Linked DNA regions of Mus musculus: region 1 is linked to region 2. A link is a contact called in public promoter capture Hi-C data. All regions are on one chromosome and are shown on one strand. Each heading gives the region's core, a stretch centred on a gene start, on an enhancer-like site or on the middle of the called end of the contact. The rest is flanking DNA. Distances are from core to core; before and after follow the strand shown. Region 1 holds the start of Il22ra2 (interleukin 22 receptor, alpha 2). Region 2 has its middle 84 kb from the start of Perp.

What was found. Promoter capture Hi-C pulls out the DNA fragments that hold promoters and counts their contacts.
Region 1: a contact with region 2 is called in a promoter capture Hi-C map of the HPC-7 cell line, with 7 times the contacts expected there. The contact joins the promoter of Il22ra2 here to the enhancer-like site in region 2. A contact is called at or near these places in 11 of 39 promoter capture datasets (the 3T3-L1 cell line, the HPC-7 cell line, cranial neural crest and 7 more), 1 of 484 Hi-C or Micro-C datasets (double positive thymocytes), 3 of 115 datasets of contacts at active chromatin or transcription factors (the 230-238 cell line, acute myeloid leukemia and effector CD8 T cells) and 1 of 9 other capture datasets (macrophages).

The regions. Positions count from the first base shown.
Region 1 is chr10:19,619,252-19,624,537 of GRCm38.p6, reverse strand. Il22ra2 (interleukin 22 receptor, alpha 2) reads right to left here and starts at 2,510. Exons shown (of 5, transcript NM_178258.5): 1 at 2,441-2,510; 2 at 2-137. The coding sequence starts at 2,498.
Region 2 is chr10:18,926,299-18,931,599 of GRCm38.p6, reverse strand. No RefSeq gene overlaps it. Among named protein-coding and RNA genes, the nearest start is that of Perp, 84 kb to the right of the region's middle. Within about 2 kb of position 3,644, at least 15 of the 459 cell types and tissues checked have an H3K27ac peak or open chromatin away from gene starts, as enhancers often do. A contact at or near this core is called in the HPC-7 cell line and acute myeloid leukemia, where this site is marked.

The sequences.
Region 1 (5,286 bases), core at 1,261-3,760, 690 kb before region 2:
CATCTTGTACTGCACAAAGTAGATGCTGTTGTTGCTGGGGAGAGAGCTCCCTGCTTGCCAGTGCAAAATATTGTGGAAATTTCTGGACTGAAATCGGACCTTCTGGGGCGTCAGAGATACACGAGCTGGTTGTATTTCTAAGGCAGCAAGAACATCATTGGACATTACTGTGAGCATTGCTTTTTGGGGGGGTTTTGGCATGGTTTTCATGAAGTCTCTGCATTAGGAATCTCTGGGGAAGTCGCTCTAAGTGAAGGCAGTGGTGATAGGGTTAGAAGTCAATACTGTTGACTCTTCAATATGATTATTTTGATGCATGGTCAAAGTCCCCTCCCCTCTCTCCTTAGTTCTAGTGAATCAGCTCAGGGCAAGTTCTCTGACACTGAGCTATACCATAGTCTAAGGTAAAATCATAGAATGATGTGTGCTTCACACCAGGAAAAATTGGTAATGATGCCCGCCTTCAGCACACCCCAATGGGTAGAGGAACTAAAACTCATGGAAAGAATATAGTCTTTAGTTTATTCCCATATAAGAGTGGGGTGATGACTATGATGAAAGACCTGTCTCCTTGCTAAGAGTACCCAAGTGGAGTTATTCAGAGGCACTAACCTATCGCAGTGGGGAATTACCCAAGACCCGATGTGGGCTCTGGTAGGGGTGTGAAATCATAGACAGGTGAAGGAAAGACTTTTTTGGCAGGATTATTTGTGTTTTCTTCTTCAAATCATATGGTATGGGTGGCTTCGCTTTACCTGCACTTCATCTTATGGAGAAAAGAGACCTATAACATTTTATTTCAGAGTCCAAAGTTTCTGACAGGAGAGAAAAGAAGAGTTTCCTTGGGTATTTCTACTTACTGACTTAATGGTGGTGACAATTTTTTTGTATGTATTTTGAAGGCCTCCTACAAGGCATGGATGGTGGTATGGACTTGAGGTATGGACTTGAAAAGAGTCTATTTCCATGTACCCAAACCACACCTGCTTAATCCATCTTAGTACGTAAGTATTTTCAGAAGATGACAGGCACAATTTCTTGAAGATCCACCCAGAGTTGAACTGATAACCTGAAGATGGTTGGCACCTGCTGTCCTTGGGCTCTCCTTCGATTTTTCTGACATCTCCACTGTTACCACTGTCTCCAGCAATGGCCCACAGTGCACCAAGCACTGAGGGACTTTCCCCATCATCTGCTCATCGAATTTGCCCAGCTCCTCCATGATAAAGATTCTGCCACCATCTTCCTCTTATGGTCTAGAGACCAAGCCTTGGATAGGTGAAAGAACCTTCCCAGGAGAAACTGTTAATGCTGATTTTATGCTTAAGCCTACTCAACATCCTGCTTCTTACTACTGAAAGCTGAATCTGAAATCCTGGGTGAGAGGAGTCCAAGTGGAAAGGCATCGACATCATCATCATCATCCAATAACAGTTAGCTTCTGCCTCCTTCATCTATTTCTCTCTTGATATTTATTGATCAGATAGAAATATGTATCAGAAGCTATTATGCTCATTTCTTTTGATTTATCCCCAGACACCGACATAAGAGAGATATTTTTTATCACTGGATTTTCAGGTGTGAATACAGGTCATATCCAAGTTTACAGGAGTGGTAAGGTAAATTTTTGTGTACAAAAGCAGGTTCATTTTGCTAGCCCTTTAATTCCTGCTAAAGAAGTTCTTGTTACCAAGGACAAGAAGTATAGCTTACTCTAGTTCACATATTCCTGTCAGATAGAGGCTGGAGTTGCATTTATGTCGAGTTGTAGAACAACTCTAAAGTTTGGGCATTTACTTAAGCCACTTAAGTGAGAGGTCCCCATATATTGACTTGGGACTCCAGGAGCCTTTCTGAGATGTGAACTTTGATAAAATGTCCTTGAAGAATTTTCTGTAACCATCATTTGTTTATGGTATGTGTTCTGTGTGGGAGGCTGCTCTAAAGCACTCAGCATCTACACTAACTCAGTCCCACAATGACCTACAATCTTCAATCTACAGATGAGAAAATTCTCATATAGGATGTTACATAAAATGCTTGGTTTTCTGGATAGCAAATGGCAGGTGAAACCTAGGCTCTGACTATGTGCCTTAGGGCCTTGTGTCTTGTCCTTATAATCATTTGATGATATCAAGAGAAAGGCGGAAGGGGAGGAGGAAGGACGAGGGAGACTAGGGGGAGGAGAAGATAGATAGATAGATAGATAGATAGATAGATAGATAGATAGATAATATAAATTGTTTTCTGCCATGAAAGTGGCTCCTCGTCCTAAACACTCATTCATGGAACTATTCACTCAGGTTGCAGAGAGCAACTGGCCCCATGTCTGATTAGACCATTTAGTGACCTTACAAAGTCCAGTATGTCATCCAAGCCATTCTAACCCTGTCTTGATCAGACTCAAAACTGGCCAATGAAAAGGAAGTTAAGCACTTACCTGTTGCACTGCTCAAGAGTATGATGAGGAGACCTAGAAGGCAATGCTTAGGCATCATGGTTGCAAGTGTGCTTGTCTGGCAACCAGAGTTCCTTTCACTGAGGAGGCTGCTGAGAAGGGGAACTAAATCCACAAATGGACCGTCACTTCCGTTGGGCTCCACCAATGGCAAATGTTTCCTTAAATTTATCTTATTACATTATTTTACCATTAGAGAATATAGAGAGAGGGGGGAAAGAGAGAGGGGGAGAAAAAGAGAGAGAGGGGGAAGAGAGAGAGAGGGAGGGAGAGAGAGAGAGAGAGAGAGAGAGAGAGAGAGAGAGAGAGAGAGAGAGAGGTGTTTATCTGACAGTGATAGCAAAGCCTCAGGGCAGGGTAGGACAAGGATTATGCAAAGTGAGTGGGTGAATCTTGCTGGAATTTGGCTCTAAGAGGCAGGACTGCTTATGAGGACCTGGAGGACTGCAGAGTAGCATGCTTGACAGTTGGAGTTGCCCCAGCCACACCTGGCAGCTGTTCAAAGAGTTGTAGTCTTTCCAAGTAGTCTTTCTTGTTTGTGTGCCTTGGGCTCCTGAATCCTCCTGACTCCCCATAGAGCTCCCTGCTATGCTGTTGGGTTTTCCTTCTCCCTTCACATTTATTGGGAGGTCCTCTCAAGAAATGTCTCTTCTTTCCCACTTTTGCCCCCAATTTCAAGCAATTGACTCAAGGAAGTTCTTCGAAGTTGCCAAATCAAATGATGCCCGGAGACTGTGACTGGAAGACCTTCAGCCTGACCTGCATCAATTCTTTCATAGCTCCTATGAAACCAGACTAAACCAGCTCATCTGCTCTTTGTCAAAGATTCATTATATTGCTTTACCAAGGAATTTCTCCTGTGTTTTTAGAGGTACTAAAAATTACTCATATAAGCACAACAAAGTCAGAGGGTTTTTGTTTGTTTCTTTGTTTACCTTATTCACCTTACATCCTGATCACTGCCTCCCTCCTAGTCACCTCATCCCACAATCCTTCCCCCATGTTCTCTCTTCTTCTCTGAACTGGTGTGAGCCCCCTGGGTATCGCCCACCTTGGCACTTCAAGTGTCTGTGAGGCTAGGTACTTCCTCTCCACTGAGGCCAGACAAGGCAGCCCAGATAGTAGAACATATCTCGAATACAGGCAACAACTTTTTGGGATAGCCTCCCGACCCTCCATTAGTTCAGGACCCACATGAAGGTCAAAGTGCACATCTGCTACATATGAGCGAGGAGGCCTAGATACAGCCTGTGTATGCTCTTTGGTTGGTGGTTCAGACTCTGAGAACCCCAAGGATCCAGGTTAGTTGACTCTGTTGGTCTTTCTGTGGAGCTCTTATTCCCTTCCAGACCAAAACCCTTCCTCCTATTCTTCTGTATGAGTCCCCAAGCTCCACCCAGTGTTTGGACGTGGGTGTCTGCATCTGTCTGAGAGTCAGCTGCCGAGTGGAGCCTCTCAGTGGACAGTCATGGTAGGCTCTTGTCTGTAATCATAACAGAGTATCATTAGCAGTGTCAAATGGTGCTAGTCTAACTGGATGTCTACATGTAGAAGAATAAAAATAGGACCATATTTATCACCCTGCACAAAACTCAAGTCCAAGTGGATCAAGGACCTCAACATCAAACTGGATACACTAAATCTCATAGAAGAGAAATACCCTTGAACACATTGGTACAGGAGACAGTTTCCTGAACAGAATGGCTCAGGCTCTAAGATCAACAATTGACAAATGGGACCTCATGAAACTGCAAAGCTTCTGTAAGGCTCAGAGAACTGTCAACCGGATAAATTGGCAGCCGACAGATTGAGAAATTATCTTCAACAACTCTACATCTGACAGAGGGTTAATATCCAGAATTTACAAAGAACTCAAGAAGTTAGACACCAACAATCCAAATAACCCAATTGAAAAATGGAATACTGAGCTAAAAAACAAAACAAAACAAAACAAAACAAAAAACCAAAAAAACCAAAAAACAATTCTCAACAGAGGAATCTCAAATGGCTGAGAAGCACTCAAAGAAATGTTCAAAGTCCTTGGTCATCAGGGAAATGCAAATCAAAACAACTCTGAGGTTCCATCTTACACCGATCAGAATGATTAAGATCAAAAACACAAGAGAGAGCGCATGCTGGCGAGGACAAAGGCAGAGTTTTTTGTTTGTTTTGCTTTTCTCTGTTCTGAAGAGGTTCTTGAGGTTAAAAGAGGAAATACACTCCGACTTCTTCTTCACTGTACAGGCCTAATCATTCAAATTCTTAACAGTGCCCCATTGGTAATTGCTGCTGAATAGTGCTAATTAATTAACCCACTCATCCATGGATTCGTCCATTTGTTCTTTCATTTTTGTCAAATATGTATTCCCTACCATAGAGGAGGCATTGTTTTGAGCAGCAAATAAGTCAGAGCCTACCCTGAAGTTTCAGATGCTTAATTGTGGCGGGGTCAGGGATGTAGACAGAGCTGACCCAAGATCAGGTTGTGACTTTCTTCCCATGTCTCCTCTGTCTCTTTCTCTCTATCTTAAATGAGAAAGAAAGCGTTCCATAAGGCAGCTGAAAGGCGTCTTAAGGGTCTTGTCTTACCCTTTGCCACAGTGGATCAGCTAAGATGAGCTGTAGGAAGCCGGGGGAAACCCAACTACAGAACTGCAAGGGCAGCGTGCAGTGCTGATACACAGGACGGTTATTTAAAAACAGCTGTGCTGCACAGTTTATGAACTATGCATTTTACTTAGAATATTTACACCTATACAAGAGTGTATGGAAAATGTGTGATGATAGCTCCATGTTTTTCATCTCCCTGTGCTTGTCAGACTTCTGAA
Region 2 (5,301 bases), core at 2,395-4,894:
ATTTGCCCATTTTAGTTCTTTAGAGCAAGCTCTTCTCCATTTTCTATAAATATAGTCTAATTGGACCATAGCCACACCCATCTATTTACACAGCACCAATGGCTTTCTTCACATTACAGCAACAAAGTTAAGAAATAGAAGCTGATACCACAGTGCCCACAAAGCAAAAGTGTTTACCCCCTGGCCCTTTGCCAAAAGAAGTTTTCCAGTCCCCGTTTAGAACCTTAGTCCAAGCAGAATCAGCTGAGGACATTGTCTTGGGGTCAGAGCAGAAAATCCAGTCAGAATCCACTGTCATGTCAACTGCCAAGGTTTACAGACTCTTCTAAACAGCTAAGTTTCCATTTTGTAAAACAATATCTAGAATAAAAGCATGTTCTTAAGAGTTATAAGAACATGCAAATGACAACCACAGATGACAGCCTAAAGAGCAGACACTGTGTAGCTCCTGAAAGAAAGCAATTCCTAGGCAGCAGCTATAGTTGTCAATATTACTGATAATCAACTCTCCCTTCCCCTCCCCCTCCCCCTCTCCCTTCCCCTCCCCTCCCCCTCCCTCTCTCCTCTCCCTCTCTCTCTCTCTCTCACACACATTTTCTTTGTGTGTGTGTTTGTATATGTTTATTGTGTGCATATGTGCACACATATATGCAGGTACTTGTGTCTGTGTGTATATGTGGAGTCTAGATGTTGGGTACCTGTTATATCACTTCCTGCCTTATTTTCATGACACAGAGTTTCTCACTGAACCTGGATCAATACTCACCAGCAAGACCCAGAAATATTTCTCTCACTGCCTTCTGTAGCATTGTAGTTACAGGTGTACACTGCCAACCCCTGGAGTTTTACACAGTTTCTGGGGGTTCACACTCAGGCCTTCGTGCTTGCTGTGAAAATGTTATATAGTCCAAATCCCCTCTCATCTAAGCCATGAGAGTAAACCAAGCTGTCAGAAGCATTAAGACATGAGGAAATCCACCTAGCGCACCATCTCCTCGGTCCCTTATGTCAATGCTTTTGTTAAATGTACAAGGGCGTATTAGCATAGCTAAGACTCTGGGAATGATTTCAAGGATATACAAGTTGGCTGTGTGTAATCAATCTTTCTCCAAATTTCCTATGGCCAGAAAATGTCTCTTCAGTATCTCTGGTGGACCGCCAATACATGGTCCTACCCCACGCCTTCTGCGATCTGGCTGTTTCTTTAAGTACTTCATGGTCATGCCTCGTACTCTCTACGTCTCTGTTTCTAACTAATTGTATGAGTAAAGTTCCCTCCCAGTGTGGAAAGCTGGCCACTGTGACAGATGGGTGAGTGCTTGCTAGCAGTTTAGTGTCCAGAATATCATCTCATCGCCTAGCATTGCACTGGAGCGGTTATGACACTGAAAACAACCAGTCTAAGCCAGTCTGGGAACCTGAGACCCTGGATCAATCAGTTAAGAAAGAGAGTTTAAGGCAAGGGACCTTGACACTCCTACCTGTCTATGAACAACCCTAGCCTAAAGTCATTACCACAAGGCAGTTTACTTACTTGGGCATGTGTTCTTGTTGAGGCAAATAAGGAAGAGAGCCAGAAATAACTGTCCATCACTGTGTGAATGGTGATGACTTTACCAAGCTTCCCAGATTGGATCATTGGTTTTATTGTTAGCTAAACCACACTCTCTCCCTGGTATCATATTCCACACTGCCCTTATCAATGGCACTTTTTTTTTGTCCCTCACTTTTGCTTTAAAATATTTACACAGATTATTTTTTTCATGCCTGTGTATCTCTGCTAGCTAGTTACTTTCTTTAGAGCAAGACTGCTTTTGTGCACATCTTAATATCTCACAGTACCTGCATGTGATACACACCAAAGACTTGCATGTGGTGGTGGGAAGGAAAGGAAAAAGGAAAGGAAGATGGTTGGTGGGGAAGAGGAAGGGAGTTTTTGTTGCCTTGGGACTCCATGCGTGGTTAATTTCTTCTTGGTGCTTCTAATGACTTGGTTTCATTTCACAGCTAGGTAAGAGGGTTGGCTCAGGTGACATCTGACACAGATGCTATAAATAAGTGGCAAATTTGCTCATGTTTCCTCAGAAGCTGATAAGGAATCACACCCTGGGAGAGCCCCAGGATCTGGGATGTGAGATTGCTGCTGCTTTCCTTCTTAGGTGCTCCAGACACATGGACAAAGGGTGCAAGCCGGGCTTTCTTCTGCAAGTTTGAATACTTGGTAGCCACCCAATATGGACAGGTTAGAGTTGGAGCCCCATGACAACCTAGTGAAGGCTCCTGTGGGTAGAACCTCTAGAACTGCCCTGTTTCCATACTTCCCAGCACTGGGAGATTTGTGCAAATGTCCTGTCATAAACCCTTTTCAGGATAACTTAAAGAAAGTCAGTTTCAAAACATTGATCAAAGAGTGTTAAGCAACAAGGATTTGAAAGTCAAAATGAGTACTTGGGGGCTGGAGAGATGGCTCAGTGGTTAAGAGCACCAACTGCTCTTCCAAAGGTCCTGAGTTCAAATCCCAGCAACCACATGGTAGCTCACAACCATCTGTAATGAGATCTGATGCCCTCTTCTGGAGTGTCTGAAGATAGCTACAGTGTACTTGCATATAATAAATAAAGAAATAAATAATTTTTTTTTAAAAAATGAGTACTTGGAGCTGGGAATGCATGTTCTCTCATTATTGGGAGCAGATGGTTCAAGGGCCTTCAACCATTGAATTCAACTTAAATTTTCTGACCAGCCTCCATGGAGGTCCGTGATGACATGTCTAAGAAGCACCAGCTTTCAGGAAGCCTAAGGAAAGGAGAAAAATACATTCACACACATAGACTACAGGAAAAAAAGGTATTGTGAAATTACATGAAAAACATTGTTCCCCACAAAAAAGAAGTACAATGAAAGTAGTTAATATTTCCTGAATATCTGCCAGGTACATGGAATTTTACATGTACAGAACCTTTATATCTGCACTTAGTGCACCAAGGAAGATAGCATTCTTCTGATTCTGTAGCTGAGATCAAAGTCTTAGACAGAACAAGGATTTGTTCCAGCTTCCACAGTTCATAGCAGGGAGATTTTGATCAAAACTCAAATCTCATGGACCCTGAAGTCCAGGCTCCATCTATTCTACAACACTACCTCTTGAAGGCAGCTTGAGCCACCTCTGAGAGGTTATTAGGCTCTTCTTCACCTAAAGAAAATGTATTTTCACCATGCACTTGTTAAAACATCTATGATAGGGATGCCTTCTCAGTGATGGGATGGCGTACTTAGATAATGAATGAAACACTTGATTATGACTTTATAGCATGGTTTGCTCTAGATAAATAATAAAACAACAATGTCCCCTCCCACCATAACTGTTTCATAGACTTCACTGGCTTGGCTTATCTTTCTATGTCTGTGCCCCTGTGCCAGATGGCTAGTATCTTTAGAGCAAATATCGTATCTTTTGTAACTGGAGCTTCTAGGTTCCAAAGGCCTATTTTTCCCCTTTACCTTTGGAAGGTGAGGAAGTGAGCTGTATATACCCACCTGCTGGAAATTCCCCTTATGCTTCCTTGTTGGAGGGGCTTAGCCTACAGTGTTCAAAGCAAAGCTGTCTGAAAGAGGAACTAGAACACATAATACAGAGACAGGACACAGCCCCAGTGAGCTCATTAGATCAGCAAATATTTTCAAAACACCTGCTCTGTAGCGAAGACATAGAATAAGGCAGCTCTTTTCCCCATGCTTGGCTGTTCAGGGCATATGAAGACATGTAAAATAATAAAGGACTGAAGAGAGCAAATGTTGGAACACACAAGAGCAGCCAGGATGGCTCAGAGATGCTGCAAGTCTCTCTACAGGCATGTAGGTATGCAGGCTAGCAAGGAAGAAGTGTCCAGATTGTCTAGACCTCCATTCCCTAATTTCTACAGCTGATTTATTTGAGTACTTGTAATGGTAGAAGTTCCATGCTACCTACCCTCCCCCACACCCCAAGGTAAAAATATCTCACGTTGTGATAAAAATTTGCAGAAGTCCACAAACTCGAACATGTGCTAAAGAAGCAATAGTAATGACAAAAAGCTTTCGATTGCCCAAGAAGTGTCTGTTCAAATGACAAAATATTTAGTTTCTACTGGACACATTTAAGGAAGCAATGCAATATTTAATTTTAAAGTCAACTTTTTAATTTTAAAGTTCATAATGCATCAGAAATCTCATGCATCACTACTATTTAATCTTATAATGAAAAAATGTAGAACATCTGAATGTAACTGAGACTATATAAGGTGTAATTAAAACCTGGATTAAGAGATTCAGAGCAAGAGTGTTGGGAGACCAATGCTGGCAAGGAATGGACTCTGTGTTAATCTCCAGGATTGGACTAAGGAATGGGAAAGCATACGCAAAGGGGAGATATGAAATGATAATGGAGCAGTCGCAAAGGCCTAGAGACGGTCACTCACAGGAGAATAAAGTACCTTCATGTGCCAAGCCCAGAGGCAGGAACAGGGTTGACGTGTATGGATATGGTTGCCCTACTTTATAAGTTTTGAGAAATTGCAAGAAATGAGATAAAGAAGGGCAGAATATCCCGGAATAAAGAGCAAAAGGTCTATACTACCAATAGCATCTCACTGGCGTCCTTTGTCAAACTGATGACTGAAAATCATCCTGAGTCTGATAGATCTGGGAATGAAATTTGGATCCTATGAGACGTTGAACAAATTACCTCCCTAAGCCTTTGGTTCTTCACCTGTGAAAGGGAAATAAAGGATGATCAACTCAGAGAACTGCATTAAAAATGAAACAACATAATCATTTGCCACAACACTTACCATATAATAAATGTTACATATATAGGCTACTATTGCCATATCTTATATAATATTTTATGACCATCCATTGTAATATCCCCCTGCTTAAAATATCATCAGCTTGGATGTGTGTCATAATACACACTTGCAGTTCTAGTGGTTGGGGTAAAGGCAGCAGTATTCCAAGATCTAGGTCAGTCTGGGTTCAAGGCCAGTCTGAGATGCACAGCAAGACCGCATCTTAAACCAAACCACAGGAGCCTTATCTGGAATGTGTACAGTTCTGGGTTGGTCACATACATGAATGAATAAATAAATAATCCTGAACTGTTCCATTTTAAATGTAACTATCCAAACTTGCTAATGTTGCATGAAGGCTTCCCTGATGTGGAGTATTTACCAGAGAAGATTGCTCAGACATTAGTTTAAGCCAGTAGAAAGTATTAGCTAGCCAGTGACTACACTGGGTGTTTGTGATGCCAATGTAGCAATG